2 separate regions of the Danio rerio genome follow, and region 2 is linked to region 1. A link is a contact called in public Hi-C data. All regions are on one chromosome and are shown on one strand. The core of a region is the stretch at or near the end of the contact, and the rest is flanking DNA. Distances in the headings are between cores, read along the strand shown.

What was found. Hi-C and Micro-C count contacts between places; a contact is called where the count stands out from the background.
Region 2: a Hi-C map of an unstated tissue shows a contact between it and region 1, with 3 times the contacts expected there. The contact joins the enhancer-like site here to the promoter of si:dkey-79d12.5 in region 1. A contact is called at or near these places in 2 of 18 Hi-C or Micro-C datasets (caudal fin and an unstated tissue).

Annotation. Positions count from the first base shown.
Region 1 is chr16:26,123,653-26,130,873 of GRCz12tu, reverse strand. It overlaps si:dkey-79d12.5, which reads left to right and starts at 4,323. Exons shown (of 4, transcript XM_021466913.3): 1 at 4,323-4,480.
Region 2 is chr16:26,160,137-26,166,877 of GRCz12tu, reverse strand. It overlaps a transcript of spaca6 not described here. Among named protein-coding and RNA genes, the nearest start is that of mirlet7d-1, 12 kb to the left of the region's middle. Within about 2 kb of position 2,782, at least 12 of the 62 cell types and tissues checked have an H3K27ac peak or open chromatin away from gene starts, as enhancers often do.

The DNA.
Region 1 (7,221 bases), core at 3,074-5,573:
CAAAAACTAGTAAATCCTAATTTATATGTTATAGAAAACTATTAAATACAAATTTTAAAAAGAGGAAAAATCAAGAGAAGCTAAAATTGAAAAATTTAGTTAAAATTTTGAATGTTTTTTTTGCAATATTTTGCTTGAATTTAATTGTACTATCTTTCTATTTCTAAATATGTTTGGTGACTAAAATACAATTTAAATAAATATATCTGTATAGTTAATTAATTATTTAATTAATTAATTAATTAATAAATCTGTTTAGTTTAAATGCAAAAAAATCCATTGCCTATACTCACTGAGAAATAGATACAAGTATTCATTTTCTAAATAGAGGGTACAAAAAAAGCATAAAAAAATCGAATAAATGAAAAAAAAAAATTAAATACTGAAAACCCAGCCCAATATATATACATATATATATATATATATATATATATATATATATATATATATATATATATATATATATATATATATATATATATATATATATATATATATATATATATACACGCACACACACAACTGTGGGAAAAAGTTGAGTTTCTTTGAATTTCTATTGGTCAATATGTAAAAAGTGTACTGTAATCAAAATTTGAAAATGAGTTTCAAATAAAAACATTGATATTTTATTGCCTAAAATGATTATATACATGCCACTCTTTTTCAACTTTGTGCAAAAAAAGCATATAAACATTTGGTTTTAACTTTAGATGATTAGTATTTCACAGAATAAAACTGCTATTTCAGAAATATTACTAACACATTTAAAATAACCTTTTTTTTAAAAACTGTAGATATTTTTAATAAAAGAAACAACAACTAAATGCTAAAACAAAAGCTACAAATTTTTTATTAAACTGAAAATGAAAAACAGAAAATATTCAAATAAAAACTATTAATATATACAGCATGTATTCATTATAAAAAACATATATTTCTGTGTATTGTAGGCATGGGACTATAACCGTTTTCAAGGTATATTGCGGTTTGGAAAAGACAAGGTTTTTAAACTGCCAAAACAGATTTATTTATTTAAGTTTTGTTTATTTATTTATTTATTTATTTTTTTAGAACAACAGTTTCTTCAGCAGAAAAGATATCTAAAGATGTCATTTTAAATTGTAAAAAAATCTGTGTTTTCGAACCAAATCACCAAACCAACCAAACCACGAGACAGCAAAAGTCAATTATTATTATTATTATTATTATTATTATTTAGCCTGACATGTTTAATGTTTAAAAATATTTTAAAGGTTTCTCAAAATGAAATAAACGTGTTCAATATTGGAAAAAAAATTTTTTTTAACCCAGACATTTAAAAAGTATATATCTTAGAGCATTAATCACAATACCGTTAAACTGTGATATTTTTATCCAAGGTTATCATACAGTCAGAACCTTATACCAGCCCATGCCTAGTGTATTGCTTCAAACTTGCATCAAGAACAGCATACAAACCCTAATCCATACATAGTTTCCTCATCATTTATCATTTCCCATGGCCTTCAAACACTTGTGATTTTTAATATGAGGTAATATTCTGCCAAAGTAGCAATAAGTGAAAGAAATAAAGCTCACCTATCTTATTGGTGTGGATAAGAAGCCAGGGACTTGTGGGAAGGTGGAAAACCTGGGGAAATAAAGAAAAATTAAAAAGTATTTTCAGAAATTAAAGGTAAAATCATGTGCAGTTTCTCGAGTAGCACATTGCCAAACTGGCACAAATTCTGACCGAACTAAATTATTTCCTAAAATGGCAAAAATTACACCCAACACTCCCTGAATTGGTTATTGGGTGGTCAATCTGCTAGCCCTGCCCTTAAATGCATGTGATTGGTTGAGCTGCTGTTGCTGGGCTGGTTAGGATGCACAATCAAGCATAATGTTTCAATTTTGGGGGGAAATCAACCTACGAATGGCCAAAATGTTACATTCGAGAACTCTCTCTCTCTATTGGGAAGGAAAAAAATTCAAATGATTAGAAAACACACTTTCCTTCATTAGAATTCGAATAACACCAACCTCTCAAGGGCCGATCAAGGTGCCAGGTCAAAAGAATGCCTCACACTTTTAAATCAAGTGGGACGCCAAAAACACCCATGGCTCTTTGAGCAAATTAATTGCTTGTTCAAAGGCACGCAGGAAAAATCCAATCAGTCTACCAGCTGAGGACTGGAATTACCCACTGACAAGGAATCTGAAGCCAAGGATCTATAGTCAGTCGGAAAAGACAATGAAGGAGTAGAAAATAAGGAGAAATCACAGTTTTTCCTTTCTGTTCTTAAATTCCTGTTACAGCATGTAGGCAGATTTATTATTCCCTCTGCTGCACTCTCAGTACAAATCTTATTGAAAATTGTCAATGGCCATCTGATTTTCTTTTTTAAAATTTTTGTACTCCTCCCTTTCTTTGAGGCACATGCTGTAAGATCTGACTGTGCCTGAAGAGGAATGATATAAAGATGATTGAACTTTTATCTCACGCTGCTTTCTAAACTCTTCTCTAGAATTGATACCATCATGGCGTTTGCCATTTTCAATACAAGTAAGCTGATCTATAAGCAGGTTGATGAACACGCTCTTACATCAGATCCTCACCCGAGAGCACCAGAATTGAGAGGAAAAGGAAAGAGAAGGGATCAATTCTGCCATCTGCTGCAGATCCGGAGAAGTTCATCCTCTATTGATCTATACTGATATACTGGAATGCCACTGAATGAACGAAGTGTGTTGGGGAGAAAGTTACAATTAATGGCATTGTGTAATTTAGGTACAAAATAAATTTACATGTAATCTGTTACAGATATTGAGAAAAAGGTTTAATTAAATTGCATTCACTTATTGAGTATCTGAATGATGTTCTGTGAAAAGCTAGGGTGTTTTAAGTAATATAAATTACACTGTAAAACCCAAAAAGTTAAGGTAACTCAAACCATTTGAGGAAACCGATTACAACAAACCATTTTGCAAAAAGTATTCCTAATGAGTACTGTGAACTTATTCCATTTGAGTAAATGAAGCAATCTGAGCACAGTAAACCCCAATAAATGAAAACAAATAAATAACTCAAACAAAGTGAGTACTGTAAAACTCAATAAGTTAAGACAACTCAAACCGTTTGAGAAAACCGATAACAACAAACCATTTGAGTTAATAAAAAACTAATCTATATCAGTACTCTGAACTTACTCCATTTAGTTGAAGTAATAAGGTATTTAATTAACTTATTACCTCCAACACTGAGTTCAAAACTCTTTTCAAATGAGTAGAATTAACTTTTAGCAAATTTTGAGTTAACTATACTCATTTCATTTGATAAAGTTGACTGTTGGGTTTTACAGTGTAGTTGTTTTGATAGCTTATGATGTTTTTAATTAACATATTAACTGTTAAATTCCCCTCCCCCATGTGTTGTTAGTTGCCAGTGTTTCATTATTTGATTTCAAAAACAGTATTATGGCTATTATTATAATTTCTAATCTGCATTTAACCTTAGAACGGTATAAAAATACAGAGATGCCACTGGCACTGATGCCATTGGTTTTGTGGGGGTTGTGTCACAAGTTACGCAAGTTAATTACGTAGCTTGTCATCTGTTACATTAGAGTTCTGAAGTAAACTTCCCAACACTATGTGAATAAATAAATAAAAATTCCTCATGAATGTATAATTACTTTACTATGTTTATCTTTAATTAAATAACGAATCAATGAATTCATCATTCATTAATTTATATGTGTGTTATTTCTTGATATGTATATTTTTTTATATTTTGTCAGCTTTGGCATTTTATATTCAAAGGCATACCAGTTAAAATGGTTCAGTATAATTGGAGAAACTCCCCTTTACTTAATAAACAGTATAACTTAATCAGCATTTTTATTATGGCTTCTTAATATATTTATTTGCTTATCTATTATTGTCATAATGTACTTTTTAATATTGCTGTAGTATGCTATACTTTTGTTTTGAGAATATATCCATGGGACATACTTTACCATTTCAATTCCTCTTACAGATGAGGAAAAACATGAAAGATTTAACCAGATGAGGCAACAAACACGAGAAGTTTCACACGTTGTTTAGAATTTCTCGACGTCACCAGAAGGAATGTTCATAGTAGCAAAATGTCTTGAAAATTGTATCATTCGCTTACTTCCTACTACTCTCATTGACCATGTTTGGGCTTTGAGTGAGTCACCGTCAAAACAGACACGACTGCTAGTAGTAGAAAGGGTGTAAAGCTTGTACTGTATGGACAAGGAAGTGAGTCATATGCTAATCACTGACGGTAAAATGACGTGTTTGCTGATCGACCGACCAACACCACTGAGAAAACGTGGAACTCTAGCGAACTACAACAAGGAAACAACGTGTTAACTCAGGGTATCGTCCTGTTTGGACATAACAGTTTTGATCTGAGGAAGTACAGCTAAACACAAAGAAACACATCCAGCCGTTTGGGATTCAGCTTGTATTGGTAAGGAGTTAAATTATCTATCAACGATAAAGAATAAGTAAGATTGTAGACTTTTTGTTTGTTTGTAAAAAGGGTAGGAAATTAAGTAGGCTTATATTATCAAAAAATTTATTTTATGTGGGTTGTATGAAGTGTTAAAATATTTATCATGATTAAACTTGTTAGGCTACCTTGTTATACTGTTCGTGTCATCTTTGATGTTGTGAAAGAGAACATACACAATTATATATATATATATATATATATATATATATATATATATATATATATATATATATATATATATATATATATATATTAGTTTTGGAGTTTTGACCTTTCCGGGGAATTTCCAACGCTGGACTTTCTCAACCTCTGTAAAAAAAGACCGTTGCATGTGGCGTTCGTGTAGCACGTGACAGAATGTTAGATGCGCTTTTTTGTTCTTTATACAGTCAAATGGCCCATGGGTTTCATTAATAGACTGTAACTATAGAGTAGAACATTGCAATACTATAGGCTATGTTCTCTGACAAGTTTAAAAAAGTAGACGGATGAATGCAAGCAGTCAGAAATGTGCGCACTGAAAGCATTTGACTAAAATTATTACTTATTTAAAACGTGTGATTCACTGTAAGTAAAATATTTAGAATGAAGTGACGGTTTTACATTTATACATTATATCATGTCTTCCTAGATGATGTAAAGAATGAATCATTGTTTTAATTCGGTAAAATTGTCGTAAGTAACCGTTTTTTATTTTATTTATTATCTATATTTATTGTTTTTATTAATGTTGTTTTTGTGTATTATTTATTGGCATTTGATTATATTATAATTTTTATACCTGTTGCTGAAAAAAATCTGATATTTTGTCTTTAGCCCAGCTATAATTCAAAGTTAGTTTGATTGTTTCTTTTCTTCAAATTTCTGGTTTAGAAACTTGAATCAGCTGTCATGTTTAGCCTACCTCAAATGCAGCCTCCATTTTTAATATTTGAATATGATGTTAGACATTAAATTACCGCAGTTGTCATAGCCTAGCTCTGTACAAAACCCTCAGCAGCACCTGTTGACCTGCTCAATACTCGCATTATACATGTGAGTCAGCAGCTGCTCAAGCCACACACTTGATATTGAAGCATGCCATTCTGCTTTTCTTAGCAGTTTGCAGACTCTGTCACAAGTGACCCAAGAGTTAGACATGTAGGTGGAAAGCAGATTTAATCTGATTCCGAGCTCTGTTTGAGTCCTTAGAACATAGTAAATTAGACTTATTATTGTGTCACTCAGATCAGCATTCTGACTAACGTATGAGTAAAGTCGCAGTGTGTTGCTCAAAGGTTGCATAATACAACAACCTCAGCCAGCATGCCTACACTGGCAGATAATTGCTCATTTTTGCTTAATAAGTATTATATAAATATTCTATTCTGTTTGTTTGTGTTTATTTATTTAAATTAAATTATTATATGTTAATAAATAAATTATTATTATATTATTGTTATAGATTATCATGTTTCACAAAATAAAACCAAACGTGTAATTAAACAGCTGTAAATTGAAGAATAAAAGTACTAATTAAACAATTTATTTGTGTTTGTTTTACTTAATTTAAACCGAACAAAGTGATTCATTGGCTTTACTAGCTTGGAGATTTCCAAAAATCAAATTCATTTTATTAAACTATTACAATTACCTTACTTTACCTTAGAAAAAGTTGTTAATAGTTACATTAAAAAAACAACAACATGCAAAGAAAAAGCCATCAGCCTTTCGTTTTTTTTTTTCTTTCTTTTTTCTTTTTTTGTGAACCCTGGGGTGATTATATTAAATACACAGCACATTGATTTTATGACACCAGATTAAAAACCAGACACCAGATATCTGACACCTTTACGGCACTTACGTACATGCAAAAATAAATACAGGTCACAACTGAACATGGAGGATGATCTCTGAGTGGTAGTTTTAAAAATTAAATAATGAATAGACTTAGGCCTATTGGTGTGTGTGCATATTTGTGTGCTAGGTTCATATATTTATAACCACTCCAGAGGATATTGGGGGTCGCTAGTCACTGGCATTGTTATTTTAAGGGTCACAGGCTAAAATGTTGGAGAACCCCTGATTTAATGCACTGTGGGTTAACATGAACTAACAATTAACAACTTAAATAACGTTAACTAACATGAACAAACACTGTACAAATTATTTCTTTACTTTTAATTACTTATTGTAAAGTGTAACCAAAATTAAGTTAACTTAGTAGTTTCAAGCTACAATGAGTTTGCTCGCTTTTTAAGGGAAATCAACTTTTAGGCAGTGGATATTCTAACCTTTTGAAGTACTAAATTGCTTTTTACAGTGGGTACATTTTTATTATGAACAAACAATCCATTCGGATGTCTTTGATATTTAAAATCCTGCAATTCATAAAAGGTTGCCAATGCTAAATCTAAATCAGGATTGTAGCGTTATCTATCATAATACATATTAACATTGATGCATGATCTTAGGTCTAAAGGGTGCATGTTTATTTGCAAATCAATCTGTATTTGCAACTGTAAACCTTACTTGGCAATATGCTGTGTGGGACATGAGCCACACAGTTTCTATATTTGTATCTTATTTGCATTTAATGCAAATTATATCTACTCCATTCTCTCAGTATAACAAGTCCTCAAATGTGATGGAGCTAAATAACAGGTGACAGACGAAAGAAAAAACAGTGCTGGGGAAGTTCCTCTTATCAGATGCTA
Region 2 (6,741 bases), core at 1,533-4,032, 38 kb before region 1:
GCTGCAACACATCACTAGGAAACACCCATACACTACAGCCAATTTAGCGAATTCCATTCACCTATACCGCATGTCTATGCACTGTGGGGGGAAATAGGCAGTTCTTTATAATCAAATACTGTATTACAGTGCTTTAATTTCTAATGTATAAATATTACGGCCTCGTTTTTGCAGTTGAATCAAATTAACTTCTCTAGTCATCTCACTTACACCAAACAAACTGACTAAAAATCAAGTTAAACTTTGCATAACTGATTAAATTGTTCAAATAAGTTAAAGTAACACAAAAACATTTGCTGACATGACTTTTTATCATATCATTTTTAGGTAATATACACTTAAGTAATATACTTAGGTAACTTAGACCATATAGACAATTTCAATGTGGTGATGTCATTGGCCCATGAACATTTCTTGCTTGTTATCAAACTATTTCATAATTGTAACAAGAGGCAATTCAATGTTAATGTTAAAACAGCTATCATAACATTATTTATCAATATGTGTCTTTTTTGGATTTTCGGAAGCTATAGAAATTAAAAATGTAAAACAGGAAATACATTGAGATCATTGCTTTTGTTTACTTCCCTTGAAATGCTCTATACTTAGGTTAAAAGTAAGCATTTCTTTGTGGAGTTTGCATGTTCTCCCTGTGTTCACGTGGGTTTCCTCCAGGTTCTCCGGTTTCCCCTACAGTCACAAACCAAACGCATGCGGTATAGGTGAATTGAATAAGCTAAATTGGCCGTAGTGTATGTGCGTAAATGAAAGGATGTATGGGTGTTTCTCTGTGTTGGGTTGCGGCTGGAAGGGCATCTGCTGCATAAAATATATGCTGGATAGGTTGGCGGCTTATTCCGCTGTGTCAACCCCTGATGAATAAAAGGAGTAAGTCAAAAGAAAATGAATGAATGAAAGTAAACAACATCCTTATTCTGATTTGTATTTTTGGAGCCTTTTCATAAGTCTGTCATCATAATCTTAAAAAAAAAAAAAAAAAAATATATATATATATATATATATATATATATATATATATATATATATATATATATATATATATATATATATATATATATATATATATTTTTTTTTTTTTAATAAAAAACCTATAAACATTTATGTTTATGACTGTATTATTGTCTTTGCGTCAAATTACAAAAAATAATAATAATAATAATTACCGCTTGTTCGAGGTCTTTCTAATGCAAAGTAAATTTGACATCATTTTCTCCTCTGACTGCTGTCATCACTCACAATTTTTTTTCTTTTTCTGAAAGTCTTGATAACACCTTCGTGGAGTTTTTCTTTTATTTTTTCAACAAAAAGGATTTTTAAAAAAAATCTCTGATTCACTGCAATCTAAGTTTACCAAACTATGATGTCTTCCGCTACTGAGAAACCCGGAAATGTGAAAAGGGTCTATTAAAATAGACAAATGCATAAGTGATCAAACTAAAAGCTATTATATTTTTTAAACAATTAAAACATCTTGCTGATAAATGCATAAAACCTAGGATAGTGGTAAAGTCTAACAATTTAAAAAAAAAAGTTATTAGTAACTCGGGGCATTACTATGATTATACAGTTAAAGTCGGAATTATTAGCCCCCCTTTGAATTTATAATTTTTTTTTATATTTCTCACTTATTTTTCTTCTAGAGAAAGTTTTGTTTGTTTTGATCCAGCTAGAATAAAAGCAGTTTTAATAAAAAAAAAAAAAACATTTTAAGGTCAAAATTATTAGCCTCTTTAAGCTATATTATTTTTCAGATAGTCTACAGAGAAAACTATCGCTATACAAAAACTTCCCTAATTACCCTAACTTGCCTAGTTAGCCTAATTAATCTAGTTAAACCTTTAAATGTCACTTTAAGCTGTTTAGAAGTGTCTTGAAAAATATCTAATCAAATATTATTTACTGTCATCATGGCAAAGATAAAATAAATCAGTTATTAGAAATGAGCTATTAAAACTATTATGTTTACAAATCTGTTGAAAAAAAATCTTCTCTCTTAAACATAAATAAAAATATACAGGAAAAAATAAACAGGGGGGCAAATAATTCAGACTTTAACTGTTTATCATAAATTGATTCTTGCTCTAAATAGATTTTTTGATATAAACTATTGTTTCAGATTTTAGAGGGTGCCTTCATGGTAGTCATGGTAAAAATGTATCATGCTCATGATTTTTGTGTACGGTCAAATTCAACAGGACACATTGTAGAGTACAAATAAAGATACAGCTGAATTCGCTTATTACTTTGATGCTTTTCTAGTTTGACCCACTTACATTGATTTTACTCTTTGAAAGCCATCAAAACCCTTTCGCCATGTGTTTTATTCAGAAACAGTTGACAAAAAAACAACAACAAACATTTTATTAATATTTTGTTACATAACTGAAAGGCATTCACACATTTAAAAGACCAGTCTATGTGTCCACGTTCATTTTGGGATCACAGTGGATTTGAATGTTTTAAAGAATGCAATAAAATACGCTAGATGAAGTAATTTTCGACCTCATACTTGCATGCACGCGCTCATTTTTTCGTTTTCATCCAGACACCCAGGGTTTTCCCCCGACGCATTATCTTACCCAGATAATTGTGACATCATGCCAAGAATTCACATGAGTGTTTAAATATAAACAAACCCCAGCCCCAGATCTCTGGTATGCAATTCATATTTCATGTCTGTTTTGACAGGCTTCTGTGTTCATCTGCATGAGAAAGAAAAGAGGGGAAAAAAACTCTCCCTTCTGCCTGCCAGTAATCTTATCTGCACACACCATATTAAACAGGTCACGCACAGGTCAATGCTCACAACGGAAATAAAACTGAAATGAAAGGATCCGTCAGAAATCAAAGCGAGTTCATTTTCATCACCGATTATCTTCATTCGGGGAGAGAAAAAAGCAAACAAATTCTCTCTTCCAGGCCAATTTCATAGTCTGAAGCATAACATATCTAACGCCATTAAACAGAGCAACATAAATTCCCCATGAGCTGTTATTCTGTTCCACATACTTTGTGTCCTGGGGTGCGAACAGAGCCCACGCTAATCTTATCAGTCCTGACGAGGACTCACAGCGAGTCACAACAACCCTCAGAGGAGAAGAGAAGACAAGATGCAGTTCTGCTTATAGAGAGAGGATTCATTTCAAAGGCCTGTCAGTCGCTGGTTCACAGGAGTCAAGTGTAAATTGGACTTTTATTATGCTTAATAGTTCTTTTACTATCAACGATTGCCAAAGTGGTCATTCTGTAAGCATATTTATATGATTATGGTAATAGGTTTAGGTAATAGGTCAGGTATCAGAAGGCAGATCTTGATAGAAGTCTGTAAATAAAAACCACTATGGCAGGATGGGATGAAGTCTGGAATTATATTTGCTGACTTCTAATGGGTGGAATATTAACTTTTAAAGGGCACCTATTTTACCTCTTTTTAAAAATGTAAGATAAGTCTTTTGTGTCTTCATAATGTGTCTAAAGTTTCAGCTCAAAACGCCCATCAGATTATTTCTTATACATTTTGGAATATTGGAATTTTCTGCTCTCAATAGCTGTTTTTGTTGCCTGTGCCTTTAATGTTGATTCTCCCCGCCCACCGTTCCCACGTGCCTGCCAGAGTGTGCCTCAGTCTCCTGCAGCATCAGATAAACATTGACAAACATGAAGGAAGCAGATCTCAGGTAACATTTGCGAGAAATACTACAGTAAGAACTGCCCCAATAATTATTGGATGTATTTGTTGTGGAGTTAATTCAAGCCTTTCTGCAATGATGAGTCACACATAATGTCGTTGCAATGTTCACACACATGCACGCACACACGCACACAGACACACACACAGCGTGCATTTAACTTTACACTATTTTTGTGTGGCAAATGTGACAGGATACACGGTAATATCCACTGCTGTATGGATATCCGTTATGTTGATGTACTAAAATGTCTTCTTTTATAATTGTACTGACATGCAGCTGTTGTGATAAATATGGTAAAATTGCTGTAATTCATTACAATTGTGCACTGTTTTAAAAACGTTATAAAGGGCACCTATGGTAAAAAATCTACTTTTCAAGTTGTTTGGACAGACGTGTGTAGGTATAGGGTAAAAACCGTCATATTGGGGTGATATAAACAGACAGTGACCTTTTTTTAATTTTACAACATAAAAACAGTGGACCATTTGGAGCTGTTTTCAGACCGACCGCAACTTGGCGTAGGAGAGCAGTCCCCCTGCCAACCAATAATTGATTGACAGCCACGCGTCACGATCATATCCTCAGTTTCTTGTTTCACTTCCGCCATTTAAAGCGTGTGAGTCAAAGCAATATCACTAAAGGAACACCCTTGCTTTATTTGTAGATGTAAGGCTTATTGTGCTCATCATAAGATCAATATTCTCCACATTATCACTCTAATCGGAATTATTGCTTGTACCTTTTGTCAGGTTTGCAAACATGTGTACTTTTCATTATGTCTACCTTAAACTTCAGCCGTTTGCATTTCTCGCAAGCACAGAAGCTCCCTGTGATCTTAGGTGCAGCTGGAAAAGTGCAAGCACGTTGCCTCATGTGCGCATCTCTCCATTGGAAATAAAATAACAAACTTGCCTCCTGCAGGTAGCACACAAGAAGTGCCTTTCTGCGTGATGTGGCACCGTGCATTTTAGAGTTCTAGGTGTGGGTTTCTGTCAGGGTGCACGCGGCGGACCTTCGGGTCGGCGGCCACGGCACCGTTGTGTTTGCACAGGCTTGTGTTTGGAGTTCTGGAATGCATGGCGCTGTGTGGCACGACGATACGGGACACTTTATGTTTTGCCGCGCCACTGAGAGTGTCTGGTGTGCCGTGTCATGGCGCATTTGGTGCCTTAGTCAAAGTTAATTTAGTGTGTGGGGTTATTAGTCTCGGTGTACAAGCTCGGTACTTGTACACCAAGACTATACAAACTATACAAAGACAAATGATTTTGTACTCTCTGCTTGGTCTGTGTCCGAGTCGTACATGTACGGCTGAATTCTGATCCTAACTTAGCTTCTCTTTCTCTGTCTTCCTGTCTGTTGCAAACACAGAGCATGGGAGCTCTTGGCTCCGCCCCCTTGTTACGTTGGGCGGGAAGCCAAAACAAATTTTCATGCAAAGCAACACACCCCAAAAACAGCGAGCTGTGTACACGTCCCCAACATAACACTTTTGAACACATTATGATAAAAACATCTGAACTGTTGAACTGAACTTAAACTGGCACACTCAGACCATAATATTAATATTAAATCATAAAAAAGGGGTAAACTATGTGCCCTTTAAACTTGTGAAACTCAATCTTGATCACATTTGATGACGATCAATGATCACAGAGAGCTGAACAGATCTTTTAATCCCAGTTGCTTTGCGCACATCCGGTCATGTTCATATGATTATACATGTTACTATGAAGATACGTTAAAACGCGGCTGTCAATCAATTCGGTGGGAGGGGAATCCGCACTTCTACATCATATTGCAGTGGGCCTTAAAATAAGAGGTATTTGGATCCTATTTTAACAGCAGGAAATAATAAAAAAGATACTTATTGTGTTTCTATTGCCCCAATATGACATTATATCTACACACAGTTCTGTCCAAACAGCTTACAAAAGACAATTTTCATCATTAGTGCTTTAAAACAAAAAAGTCAATAATTTGCAATTCAATTTATCGTCTTTCAGGGACAAATGCAGTTTAAAGAAGAATTTATAAAAAAAGGGTAACTTGTTGTTAGTTTATACACCCTCTTCATTTATCTACAATGAAGGTGACTTTTTCCTTCTACCAACAGCACTGACAACAACTACCTCATAATACTATTATTATATACTGCAAAAATAGCTCTGTCGCTTTAAAAAACTTAGATTGCAGTGCACTCTTCAATTATTTGCACCTACCTACAATAACTACCTGATTGCAGTATATATATGTGTGTGTGTGTATATATATGTATAATGTGTGTGTATAATATATATGTGTGTGTGTGTGTGTGTGTATTTTCACATTTTTCTTTTTCTCTCTAATGTTTTACTATAATTATTTACTATAATATTTTAGATAATTATTTATAGTATATTTTCAATGTTTTTGTTACTTGTATGCAGCCAGGGTCTGAGAGTAATGTAATTTGGTAACACTTTATTATGATGGTCCATTAATAGACTGTCTGCTTAATATCGGTTGATACTGCTCCTTTAACAGACTTTTCAAGTACGCCAACTAACCCCAACCCCAACCTAACAGTCTACTTATAATCTAACGAGATTTAGTTGCCATGTAGATGCAATGTAACTTAAATTCAACAAATGGACCATTAAAATAAAGTGTGACCTGTAATTTTAGATCCTTATATGTCTGTACACGTGACAGAATTGACAACAAAGCTTACTTTAGCTAGAACACTGAAGGAGACTTTTTAGCTGAAACTGCAGTTCTTTGTGGTACATATACTAGCACTTTGAGGGTAAAAAACCCATACAGGCAAAACAAATTGATACTTGTGGTTCTTGACAATATATAGAGGTTTTAAGCCTTATTCACATTACAAGCGATCTTTCTTTCACCTTGGCTGGCGATTGAAGACGCTAGTGGACGTTTCCACCTTGTGGTTGCTTAGGTAACGTTTATAATGATAATCACTATAAGCGAATGAGATTTCTTGCTACTAAAAATAAATATGATGGAGGTAAAACACTAAATTAAA